3 separate regions of the Mus musculus genome follow, and all the other regions are linked to region 1. Evidence: chromatin contacts called from public HiChIP or PLAC-seq data. All regions are on one chromosome and are shown on one strand. Each heading gives the region's core, a stretch centred on a gene start, on an enhancer-like site or on the middle of the called end of the contact. The rest is flanking DNA. Distances are from core to core; before and after follow the strand shown.

Region 1 (3,730 bases), core at 232-2,731:
TGGAGCAGGGAGTATTGGAGAGGTCCTAGATAGTCAGGCTGAAGAAGCGAGGGTGGGAGGGGAGGGCCACCCCTGTGGCTATGGGGAAGCCATCTTCCACACTGGGTGAAGACTTTTCCAGTGCTTTGGGTTTGCAGTGCTTCTGTCTGTAAGCCCTCATCCGGGCTCTGTATGTAAGCCTAACAAATTCATTGGTTCCCTCGCATGAGCTGTGGTGGAATTATACCTTGGTTTATCCTTAGAAACTTGGGGTCCGCCGGGCAGTGGTGGCGCACGCCTTTAATCCCAGCACTTGGGAGGCAGAGGCAGGCGGATTTCTGAGTTCGAGGCCAGGCTGGTCTACAAAGTGAGTTCCAGGACAGCCATGGCTACACAGAGAAACGCTGTCTCGAAAAAACAAAACAAAACAAGAAACGTAGGGTCCTATCTCCCCACCGCCACACCCCACCTAGAAAAGGAACTTTAGCCCCATCTCTAGCCCGATTCTGGTCAACTGAGTTGGGCTTTCTTCCTTCCATAGATACTGTCAGCCTGCTCTCACATCAGAATGGAAGTTGGAGGACTCCAGTTGGAGGCCAACCTGGGCTACAGCGTGAAACCCTGTTTAAGAAGGAAACACAGCAAAACAGCTAAAGCTGTGACGCTCTGGGACCAGGCAGACGTGAAAGACTTTAAGTCCCACCCACCAAGATGTGCGGCGCAGGCAGCTTGAAGGCTGGGACCACGCGATTATGCTGCCTTCCCGGTGGGATCTGATCACCACTGCACGCTCTGACTAGAGAGGCCGATCCGTCCTAACCTCGGTCCGCTGAGCCTGCAGTGACCAACGGGCTCCAGACCGAGAAGTTTCCTGAGGAGGCTCAGAGGCATCGGCGCGCAGATGGGGAGGGGACTGGCTCTAGCCACGCCAATCTCCGGCCACTTCCGGTCCATGCCTCCTAATCTCAGCCAATCAGCGCCCTGCATCGCCGGCGTCCTATTGCTGTCATGGAGACGAGGGGGCGTGTAAACGCCAAGCAGGGCCTGCAGTGGGGCTGTGTGAGTCTCGCCATCTCTCCCACCTCTTTCTAGAAAGGATGCACTGGCTTTAGAGTGCCCAAGGCCACTTAGGTGTACTCAAAGATTCTCATTTCCGGCCCCAGCCCACAGCGCCGGAAGCGCTCAACCAGGCAGCATCCGGGTCTTTTCCGGCCGTCCTTGTGTTGCCATGGAGATGGGATGGCGGCTTTCAAATACCGAGGGATGCTCGCCGGGCAAACCTGAGAACTGCCCACGATTCCGGTCTCTTTCCAGTTTCCAGTGTCCCCTTAGGCCAGCGAGATCATGTTCGAAGTGGCGTGGGGTCCTTAGTGTCGCTGGATGGGCGCGCAAACTCGCTCACTTCCGGGTTCTTCTGGGTAGCGATCAGCCAATCAAAGTCCCGCTCTTTTTCCCCCCCGCGTCTCGCAGGTTGTCATGGTGACGCAGAGGGCTCACCCACGCGTCCAGGGGAGTTGGCCAGGTCTTCGGGTGCCTCGGTTTCCTCTGTCCAAGCTGTGGCCTCGCCGTGGCAAGGCAGAGCGCGTGCAACTCGGGTCCCCCACCATCGTGCAGGTGGGTGGGCAGCTGCGGCTCCATTCCTGGTTACATCTCTGACCCGCTTCATCCTCCTCAGAGGCGCGACCACTTCCCCCAGGACAGCAACTTATCTAAAGTCTTATTTAAAAAAAAAAAAAAAAAAGTTTATTTACGTGCGTGTGCACATGTTGAGTGTTTGCGGAAGCCAGAAGATGGTGTTGGATTTCCTCGAGCTGGAGTTACAGGTAGTTGTGAGCCACCCGGAGTGGGTGCTGGGAACAGAACTCAGATCCTCTGCAAGAGCAGTATGTATTCTTAATGGCTGAGCCATCTCTCTGTCCACTGATAGTTTTGACAAGGTTTCTTGCACATGTGAGAGAGTGTGCGCGCATGCATGTGAGTGTACTGGTGGATGCTCCTGTGTGTGCAGGCAGAGAAGGGTGTTGAGTGTCTTCCTCTGGCCTGTCTGCCTTTTGCCTAGAGACAAGGTCTTTTTCCCCTGCCCGAGGCTGGTTGTTGAGACTAGACTAGCCTGCCAGTGAGCTCCTGGGGTTCTCCCGTGTAGGCCCTTCAAAGCTGGGATTACTGGGTTTCTATGTGTGTGTTGAGTATTTGAACTCAAGTCCTCAGGCTTGCAGAGTAAACACTTAACCAGGTGAACCGTCTTCTCAGCCCCATGTTCTTTTGTAACAATGACATCTTAAGCTATCATACAGTTTCAGGGCTTCACTACGACATTTTCCTATATGTCTGTCTTTGTGTTTTCCTTATGTCTGCCCCTCACTATCTTCCTCTGCTCTTCTTACCCCCTCCTGCTTGTCCTCTTTCTCATCCTCTCATAGTTGTCTTGTGGCTTCACAGGACCTACTTTTATGTCTTGATTTTGCATGAGAGGAAACATGGTGTTGTGTCGTTACTGCCTCCCGTGACCCTTTGTTCCTGCCTCTCCTCCCTTTAGGCTCATTTTTCTTCCCTGTAGTCCTCTGTTTACTCCCGTTCCTCATATATGATATATGTTTAAATCTAGGTTATATACTATTTTGTATATTCCCACTCAATTTTGCCAGAGAGAGATAATGTAGTGTTTGTCTGCCTGGCTCTGGCTTACCTCATAGCATCACCGCAATGACTTTGACTCAATTCATCTTCCTGAAAATGATGTAATTCCACTCTTCCTGACAGCTGAGTGGCGCTCTGAGAGATGCCAAGTATCCCTGTGTATGCTGCCTGAGCTGCCTTTGGATGTTCATGTGCATGTATGTGCATGTGTGTGTGTGTGTGTGTGTGTGTGTGTGTGTGTCTGTGAACACAGGAGTAGCATGACTGGACATGTAGGCGATTCTATTTGACTTTTGAGAATGCTCCATGTTGATGTCCTATGGTTTACTGTAAAACACAAGAGCCTGGCCTTTGTCTGCCTATCTGTGACTCTTTGCCCACTTCTAGGTGCAGTTTATAAACCAGAACTTCCTCCTTTCTCCTCCCTCCCTCCCTCCCTCCCTCCTTCCCTCCCTCCCTCCCTCCCTCCCTCCCTTCTCCTTCTTTTCTTTTGTCCTCCTACTCCTCCTTCTGTTTGTTTGTTTGTTTGTTTGTTGAGCCAAGATTTCTCAGTTTAGCCCTGGATGTTCCAAAACTCACTCCATAGATCAGGTTGGCTTCGAATGCAGAGATTTGTCTGCCTCTGCCTCCTGAGTGCTGGGATTACAGGTGTGCGCCACCACTGATGGACCAGAATGTTTCTTACACTACCTTCTCTGCACAAGCTTATACTACCTTCTCTGCACAAGTCTCCTTCTTTGCACATGTCCTCACCAGTGCTTCCTTGATGGCAGCTGTTCAGACTGGGATGAGTACCCGTGTTTTGAGTTTGCATTTCCCTGATGGCTGATGGTAGGAACATATTCTCACTCATTTATAAGCTGTCTGTCTTTCTGCTTTTGAGAACTATCTGTTCTTTTCCTTTTCTCATTTGTTCGCTGGTAGTTTATATTCTTGGTGCCCTTTTGAGCGTGTGTGTGTGTGTGTGTGTGTGTGTGTGTTAGACATTAATCTTCTATGAGATGCATTGATAGCAAGGACCGTCCTTCTATTCTGTGAGCTGCCTTCACTCTGACTGGTTCCTTTGCTGTGAGGAAGGGTTTCAGCTGATGTCATTTGTTAGTTCACATGGTTA
Region 2 (3,909 bases), core at 1,134-3,633, 37 kb before region 1:
CAGGTGGCTCTTCAAACTGACAATTAGAGAAAGCCAGAATAATCTGGCTGCCGTGTGACCTGGGCTAGACTAGAACCCTCTTTATGACCCAGGCTGCCCTCAAAATCTTCCTGCCTTGGCCTCCAGGATACTGCTGGGCTGGGATCCCCTACTGGAACTATCACATCCAGTGAGAAAAGTAATTGCTTAGCTACAAAATAAAATGTGGCTCTCAACGTCCTTGTGTTCCAAGTCTACCCTGGGATAAAGACACCATATGCTTCTTAGATGCATCTGTCACTAAGCCTTCTTTGCTAAATGCCTGATTAGCAATTACACAGAACACCTACTGTCAAACCACCATCACCACTAAAGGTAAACACGCTCTGACATCACAAACTCCATTAAGAAGGTACATGGATCCGGTCCTCACATTAGGCTCTCGGTGTCCACAGCCAGATGCCCTGAGTCCCCACAGCCTGCAGTATGACCCTCCCTCTGAAGTCCTCCTCCTGGAGCCTGTTCTGCCTCACTCTCCTGGCTCTCCATAGCAACAGGGCCATGGTGCTCCCCTGAGCAACTTCCTATCATACTCTGATCATAATCTAAGTTCTCACCAGGCAAGTCAAAGTGGGATGTGGGTGTCTATTTGCCCTGACCACCACCAGGTCCCTCTGCCTCCATATCACCTCCCTAGGGACTCCAGGCCTCAGCCAGTCACAATGGCCCTGCCTAGTCCTGCCACTTACTATTTGCTGGCTCTGGGAACCTCTCCCTGCACAGTTCCCATGATCCACTTCCATTATTCAGTCTCTGCTTACTCCTACCCTTCCCAAAGACACCTGTGTCACCTGCCCACTACTCTCTTCTCCCTAGATGCTGAGTAGCTCTGTCCTTGACACTCAGCAACTCACAGTTAAACCACTTTACACCAGCCTGGACCCCTCTCCATTCTGCCAGGAATCCCCTAGCTCCAACACACATGTGTGTGCACCCACGTATGTATATGTGATGTGTGGGCAATGTGTGTGGAATGTATATTAGTGTGTGTGTGTGTGTGTGTGTGTGTGTGTGTGTGTATGATGTGTATGTGTGGGATCTGTGTGTGAATGTATGTGGTATGAGTGTGTGTGTAATGTGTATTTATGTGTGGTATGTATATGTGATATGCATATAATCATATGTGTGAGTGTGGGTGGTATGCGTGTGTGTGACGTGTATGTGTTGTAGGTCCTATGGGGGAGCAGCCAGTGCTCTGAATTGTTGAGCCATTTCTCTGGTCCAGCTCACGGATGTTAAGAAGAGGAGGAGCAACTTCAAGCAGAAGCCTTATAATCTATGATCCAGACACAGGAAAGTTAGGAAAGGCAAAGACTCGGTCCCCAAATGAAAAGGAACGGACCACAGAATTCAGTTGCTGGGCTCAGTATTTGTTCATCTCACCACATAGTCAGGTCTGGGGCTTCCTCCTAACCCCAAATCTTTGATTTTTATTTTAACAATTCAACAATAATTTTAAATCCATAAGTATTTTTCTAAGCAGATATACTGACTTGTCTTTGAAATTCTCCTTTAAAATTGTCTTCGGGCAGCTGTGACCACAATTAGTCAGAAACGCCCCTCATTTGTACACAGACCACTTCCTTATGTTGTGTGTATAATCAGGAAGTTCTGCTACAGTTACAAACTTAAACCGATCAAGACTCCTGCACTTTGAAATAAATGTTAGGGAGCGTCCACGGAGAGGCCACGCCCGGGATATGTTGCCTCAAAGCCTCCGACAGTGAGAACAGTGTAACAGCGAGTCTGTCCTGTGGAGGCTGTGATTGGACCCAGGACAGCAGCAGAAAATATGACCAGCTGGCTAATGTCACACAAGCTTGTCCCCTCTGCCCCAGGCTTACTTCTCAGCCTGCTGCCACACTCTGAGGACAGGAAGATACCAACCTGCAATTCAAACCAGGCTCCTGTAACTTAACAGCTCTCACCCAGGGTGACCCCCAGACCTCCCAGCACACCTGACACTATCTAAGCAAGGCTGAGGTTCACAGTTGATCAGGACGGACAGGCTTTGTGTCCCGCAGCGACCAAGTTTCACACGGAAGTGGGAGGGATGGGGAAGAAGGACAGACAGAAAGAGAACTTGGAAAATAGGGTCGAGAGAGAGGGAGAGGTGGAGAAGGACAGGGAAGAGAAAACAGAGAAAAGTAACGGAGAGAAAGACAGGAAAAATAAAAAGACGGAAAAGGGAAAACTCTGTGGTTAAAAAAAAAAGGCACTGTTGCCTGGGCAAACTATCTACCAGAGTGAACCCCGACTTTTCCACACCCTGTATTATACCATTTGCGGGAAGTGAGCTTGGCTGGAACCGCGCCTAAGAACATCTGTCCACGACTGGAAACCGCCCTAAGAATAGCGCAGCTGGTGTCCCAGGACTAATGAGCTCACCCCCACGTGACCACGTCTGCCTCCTTCCTCTGCCGCCCCTCCTCCAGGGAGGTGGGAAAGTCCAGCCCTCCCCCACACTTAGTCTTTATTTCCCTCGGGGCCTTCTTTCTTCCTTCCAGAAGCCACTCCTGCCGCTTTCCTGAGCTGAGACGCTCAGACCCAACAATTCCCCTGAATAGACACGGCCTTAGCATGAAAGGCAAGTGTGGGGAGAAAGGTGGGCCCATCGCTTCAGGGCTCGATGCCATCTAGAGGGTTACGATATGCTGGCGAATGGATCAATTCCTTGAAATAGCCAACTTCTCAAAGTAACAGCCACATGGTATATCCAAATAGCTGTGTGCACGTCTACAAGTAAGGATGAAAGTGCTGAGACTGGAGAGTGCTCAACGAGTACAGTGCTTCACAAACACGATGACCTGAGTCTGAGTCCCAGCACCCACAGGGACAGTGTTGGCATTTTGTCTAGGCTCCGCCCCACAGTTGCCTGGCAACAGCTTGGTGTGCCTGATTCACTATAAAAGGGGCTGCTTGCTTGCCCCCCTCCTCACTCTCTTGCTCTCTTCTCCTCTTGCTCTTCCCCCTCTCACCCCATTCCCTCCCCCCCCCCTCCACGCGCTCATGGTCGGCCTCTACTCCCCCCCCACCTTTCTCTGTCTTTACTACCCCATCAACTCCCCTCCCCATGCCCTACATAAACTATGCGGTAGTGTGGATGGTACCTTGGGGCAGGAGTGGGGGTGGGAGGTGGACTGGGGGGAGGAGCAAGAAAGTAATGCCTCAGCATGGGCCCTCAGAGGCACCCCCTTCCCCCACATTATACCACGACTCCACCAAACATATCCCTGCCTTCTTTTCCTTTTATAAAGCACAACAGGATATCCCAGGTCTAATGAAAGACCCTGTCTCAAAAAATAAAGCAGAAACCCCTTGAGATAGCTCAGCCAGTAAAGGCATTTGCCCAGCCTGATGACCTGAGTTTGATTCCTGGGACCCACATGATAAAAGGCAAGGGCCCCCGTGATGAGCACACATGCACATGAGTGAGTGAATTAATGAATGAATAAATGAATGAGGTAGAGACTGAGAAAGGCATTGATACAGGCTTGTTTTTTTCTGCCAGTTAAAGTTAATCTGCCTAGACATCAGCCCCTAACTGCCACAGACAGACACACACACACTCAAGAGTATGTACACACAACTTAAAGAACAAAGAAAGGACAGAGGGAAGGAGGCAATTCCTAACTGATTAGGAAAGGGCAGAAAGTCCTGTGGCATAGTGAACAGCCCCTCCAGGAGCCCCTGTGACTGGGTCTGGCCAGCCCAGAGCTCATTTCCCATAGACCAGGAATACTGCTAGAGTGTAAGCCCTCCAGACCTGGGAAGGGGGCAGAGCGGTGAACAGACCAATGAGGGTATAAGCCTGGGAGGTTTCACCCTGACTAGTATCTGCTCTGGAAACTGACCCCACCACCCTGCACT
Region 3 (3,571 bases), core at 957-3,456, 61 kb before region 1:
CACCAAATCCGTCTTTTTGAAATATCTCTCCACTATGTGATGTGTATGCACACATACTCATGTGTGCATGGGGCGAGGTAAGCATGTCCCAGCATGCATCTGGAGTCAAAAGACAATCTCAGGAGTCAGTTTACGTGATCCAAGGATCTAAGCTGAGACCCTCACAGTTGCACAGCAAGCATCTTACCCAGTGACCGTCCATCCACACAGCCTGAATGATGTACTCTAGCAAATGAACTACACGGTACAGCAACTATGTCTCAATTAAACTGTCTTTTTTCCTTCCAAAACTTTTCTTGCACCTATGGGAAAAGTTAGGCAGTTTCCCTGGGGTATATTCTGCTTGTTTGGGGTGGTTACAAGAGATGGACAGGAGAGGAGAGGAGAGGAGAGGAGAGGAGAGGAGAGGAGAGGAGAGGAGAGGAGAGGAGAGGAGAGGGACAGGGACAGACAGAGATAGATACACACAGACACACATGAAGACGAGGAGGAGGAGGAGGAGGAGGAAGAGGTCTTCATCATCTGTCCTTCTGTGAGATCATCTGAAGAAAGTTCCCGGCGTCTCTGGTTCTGGGCTCACCTCTGATACATTATTAACAAATGTCCAGAGAGATTCCTGACGATAATCAATCTCAAACCTGGGATGACTCATCTCTGGCTGACTTACCTTTATCTATTCAAGCGAATAAAATGTCCCCCGCTGTTTCCACTTTCCACAATACACAGAATTCCTGCCGTATAACACACTCAACATTTTCAACTACACTGAGAAGTACAGCAGTAATAAAGACTAGGAAGTCATTTTGTCAATTTATTTAAAAAAAAAAAAAAAGCAAGCCGGGCGTGGTGGCGCACGCCTTTAATCCCAGCACTTGGGAGGCAGAGGCAGGTGGATTTCTGAGTTCGAGGCCAGCCTGGTCTACAAAGTGAGTTCCAGGACAGCCAGGGCTATACAGAGAAACCCTGTCTCGAAAAACCCCAAAAAAAAAAAAAAAAGAAAAACAAAAACAAAAACAAAAACAAAAACAAATACTAAGGAGGCTGGAGAAGCTCAGCTGGCAAAGGGCTCACTTTGCAAGGTCCTGAATTCAATCCCCAGTGCCCATGTAAAAAGCCAGACACCATGGCACACATGGTGAGAGAGCCCAGGAATGGTGAGTCCCTGAAGCTCAGTCCAGCCTGCTTGATGAGCTCTGGACCAATGAGAGATCTTCTCTGCAAAACAAGATAGAGAGGGACCAAGGAACAACAGCTGAGGGTGAGATCTGGTCTCTACACACATGTGCACACATGGTCTCTACACACACGTGTGCACATATGAATTAGGGATCAACTTTTCTGTGGAACATTTCTTCTGCCAGGAAGCAGGTGAGGTCTGTGAAATCCCAGGCTCGGGCAGCAGGTGGCCTGAGGTACTAGTCCATATTTGGTTACCACAATGAAACACTCGAGGCTGGGCAGCTTATAAAGAAACAAGCTCCCTGTGGGCCACAGTTCTCAAGGCTCTATGTCCCAGATTGGACATGTTGTGGCTACCCAAAATGCTCAAGGGTCCCACAATGCTGCTCTGGGTTCTTTTCACACATTCCATAGGCCACACCTTTAAATATCCCATCCCCACCTCTCCACACACCCCCACCCCAACCCCGTGCACATCAACCTATATCCAAACTACACAGGGGCCAGGTTATTCCTCAATAACCCATGGCTACCCATGATGCTAGAATAAAATAGAAGTTGCTTGCTATCCAGCGTGCACCTGCCCTTTCTTGCCTCAGTTTCCTGGGCCGGGACACCAGATAAGTCAAAGGATCAAACTGAGACTCTCTAGTCAAAGGGTGGACTAAAACTAAATTATCCCACGATCATGCCAAAGTGCTTAGCACAGTACTTGGTACAGAGCAAACGCCACCTGCCATCACTGCTATAGCAGCACACCACTTCAGTGTGCTCCAGGACGGACACACACACACACACACCCACACACACCCACACACCCACACACACACACATCCTACCCACACCACCAATCCCATCCCTTATTCTGGGCCTGGCATTCTCTCAGAGTGAATCTTAGGGATGGTAGACAGATTGTTTCCCTTTATCCCCACAATGAAAAGCCCAGCCAGGCTATCACAGTATAATAACAGTCAACATGAGATAAAATCAGGCAGACAGCACCCATAAGGCCCACGGGGCAGACTCCAATGGAGAAGAAAGAGCCCCATTGTTTGAGCACAGCCTCGGGGAACAAGAATGCAGAGAAGCAGGCATTGTTTGGAGGAAAGAATCTGCAGGCTCAGAGCCAACTGTGAAAGAGCAACTCGGCCTTGGAGAGGCCTCAGGGGAGTTCTCCACACCTTCCTTCCAGACTTGAGTAGAACCCACCTACCCTAGAAGCTCCACCCTGCACCCACCTTCAAGTCCATGGAAGCCAGGAAGTAAGCACTGGACACACATACACATACACACACACACACACACACACACACACACACCACCCTAGGAGGCTTATAAAACACAGATGCTGAGTCCTACCCAGGTCAAGGAAGTTTGAGTGAAGGCAAAACACTCCTTTGTGTTAGTTTTTGACAGTTTCTCGTGTAGCTCAAGCTGGTCTCAAACCCCTAAGTAACCTTGAACTTCTGGCCCTCTTGCCTCTACCTCCCAAGTGCCAGGATGTTGTTGGTCCGTGAAAGGCAGCCTGGTTCCTGGTCGAGCACAGGCTTGAAATCCCGGTGACCCTGTAGGGATGGTACTAGGACGCACTCCAGGACACTAGGCTCCTAACATGAGGCCGCAGCCCTCCATAGATTGGTGTCCTTCAGTCACATAAGGGCAATGCCCCAAGCCCCTCCACAGGTAGAAGATGTGACTGACTTGTGGTCACACAGCCTCAAGACAGATCTCCATTTTAGTGAGGTACCTAAAGGCCTGGAGCCAATAAACTCCCCTTCCCAGACACTCCTCCCTGCAAAAGGTATTTAACCTCAGGCCCGCCCTGAGAAGTACGGTATGGTTTTCAGTCATCCACTTTCCACCATTGACAATGAATGTCTTAAAACCATGGACACTCTTTTTCATCAGGATCCACCATGGGGAGCAATGGAACAGGCCTTTGCCTAAAGAGCCGGCTGCCTAATCTCCCACAGAAGGTTTCTCAGTGCTCCCAGCCTCCGTCCCCACCAAGCCAAGCCAAACAAGCCAAGGGCTCTCTCCTCCCCGCAGGACCTAGCAAGGAGTTCTCCCCTCTTTTCCCCTTCAGCTCCAGGCTAGATCCAGCCCCTGGGACCCCACTCCGTTCTCAGCTCTTCTGTGGCTCCCAGTGGTGCTTGGATATCCAAGAGCCTGAGAACCAGACAGCCCAGTCCTCCACACAGGCCCGGAGATCCCCTAGCCAGCTCCGGCTGTCCCCTGGACTGCGCTCCCCCACCCCCAAAAGGGGTGTCCTGAAGCTTCCCATAGCCTGACACCCGCCCGGCGCCAGCGTGGGGTAAGCACAATCAAAACTCCTGTGTCCCACCTCCACCCATGTCCCGAGCCCTGTGGCGGAGTGGATGTGGGACACCCC

The links. HiChIP or PLAC-seq counts read pairs in DNA pulled down with a chosen protein or histone mark.
Region 2: a contact with region 1 is called in an H3K27ac HiChIP or PLAC-seq map of embryonic stem cells, with 12 read pairs. The contact joins the enhancer-like site here to the promoter of Ulk4 in region 1. A contact is called at or near these places in 1 of 15 datasets of contacts at CTCF or cohesin (the NIH/3T3 cell line), 11 of 484 Hi-C or Micro-C datasets (the C2C12 cell line, the HL-1 cell line, liver and 6 more), 16 of 115 datasets of contacts at active chromatin or transcription factors (the 230-238 cell line, the HPC-7 cell line, the SCID.adh cell line and 10 more) and 2 of 9 other capture datasets (adipose tissue and liver).
Region 3: an H3K27ac HiChIP or PLAC-seq map of embryonic stem cells shows a contact between it and region 1, with 14 read pairs. The contact joins the enhancer-like site here to the promoter of Ulk4 in region 1. A contact is called at or near these places in 2 of 15 datasets of contacts at CTCF or cohesin (CD8 T cells and large pre-B cells), 6 of 484 Hi-C or Micro-C datasets (the G1E-ER4 cell line, bone marrow-derived macrophages, liver and 3 more), 27 of 115 datasets of contacts at active chromatin or transcription factors (the HPC-7 cell line, the SCID.adh cell line, bone marrow-derived macrophages and 18 more) and 2 of 9 other capture datasets (adipose tissue and liver).

What each region holds. Positions count from the first base shown.
Region 1 is chr9:121,274,923-121,278,652 of GRCm38.p6, reverse strand. Ulk4 (unc-51-like kinase 4) reads left to right here and starts at 1,481. Exons shown (of 37, transcript NM_177589.3): 1 at 1,481-1,593. Gm34655 (a long non-coding RNA gene) reads right to left here and starts at 906. Exons shown (of 2, transcript XR_003948091.1): 1 at 687-906.
Region 2 is chr9:121,312,770-121,316,678 of GRCm38.p6, reverse strand. It overlaps a transcript of Trak1 not described here. Among named protein-coding and RNA genes, the nearest start is that of Gm34655, 37 kb to the right of the region's middle. RefSeq lists an enhancer at 1,732-3,909. Within about 2 kb of position 2,383, at least 370 of the 459 cell types and tissues checked have an H3K27ac peak or open chromatin away from gene starts, as enhancers often do. A contact at or near this core is called in the 230-238 cell line, the C2C12 cell line, the HL-1 cell line and 21 more, where this site is marked.
Region 3 is chr9:121,336,511-121,340,081 of GRCm38.p6, reverse strand. It overlaps a transcript of Trak1 not described here. Among named protein-coding and RNA genes, the nearest start is that of Trak1, 29 kb to the left of the region's middle. Within about 2 kb of position 2,206, at least 106 of the 459 cell types and tissues checked have an H3K27ac peak or open chromatin away from gene starts, as enhancers often do. A contact at or near this core is called in the SCID.adh cell line, embryonic fibroblasts, embryonic stem cells and 5 more, where this site is marked.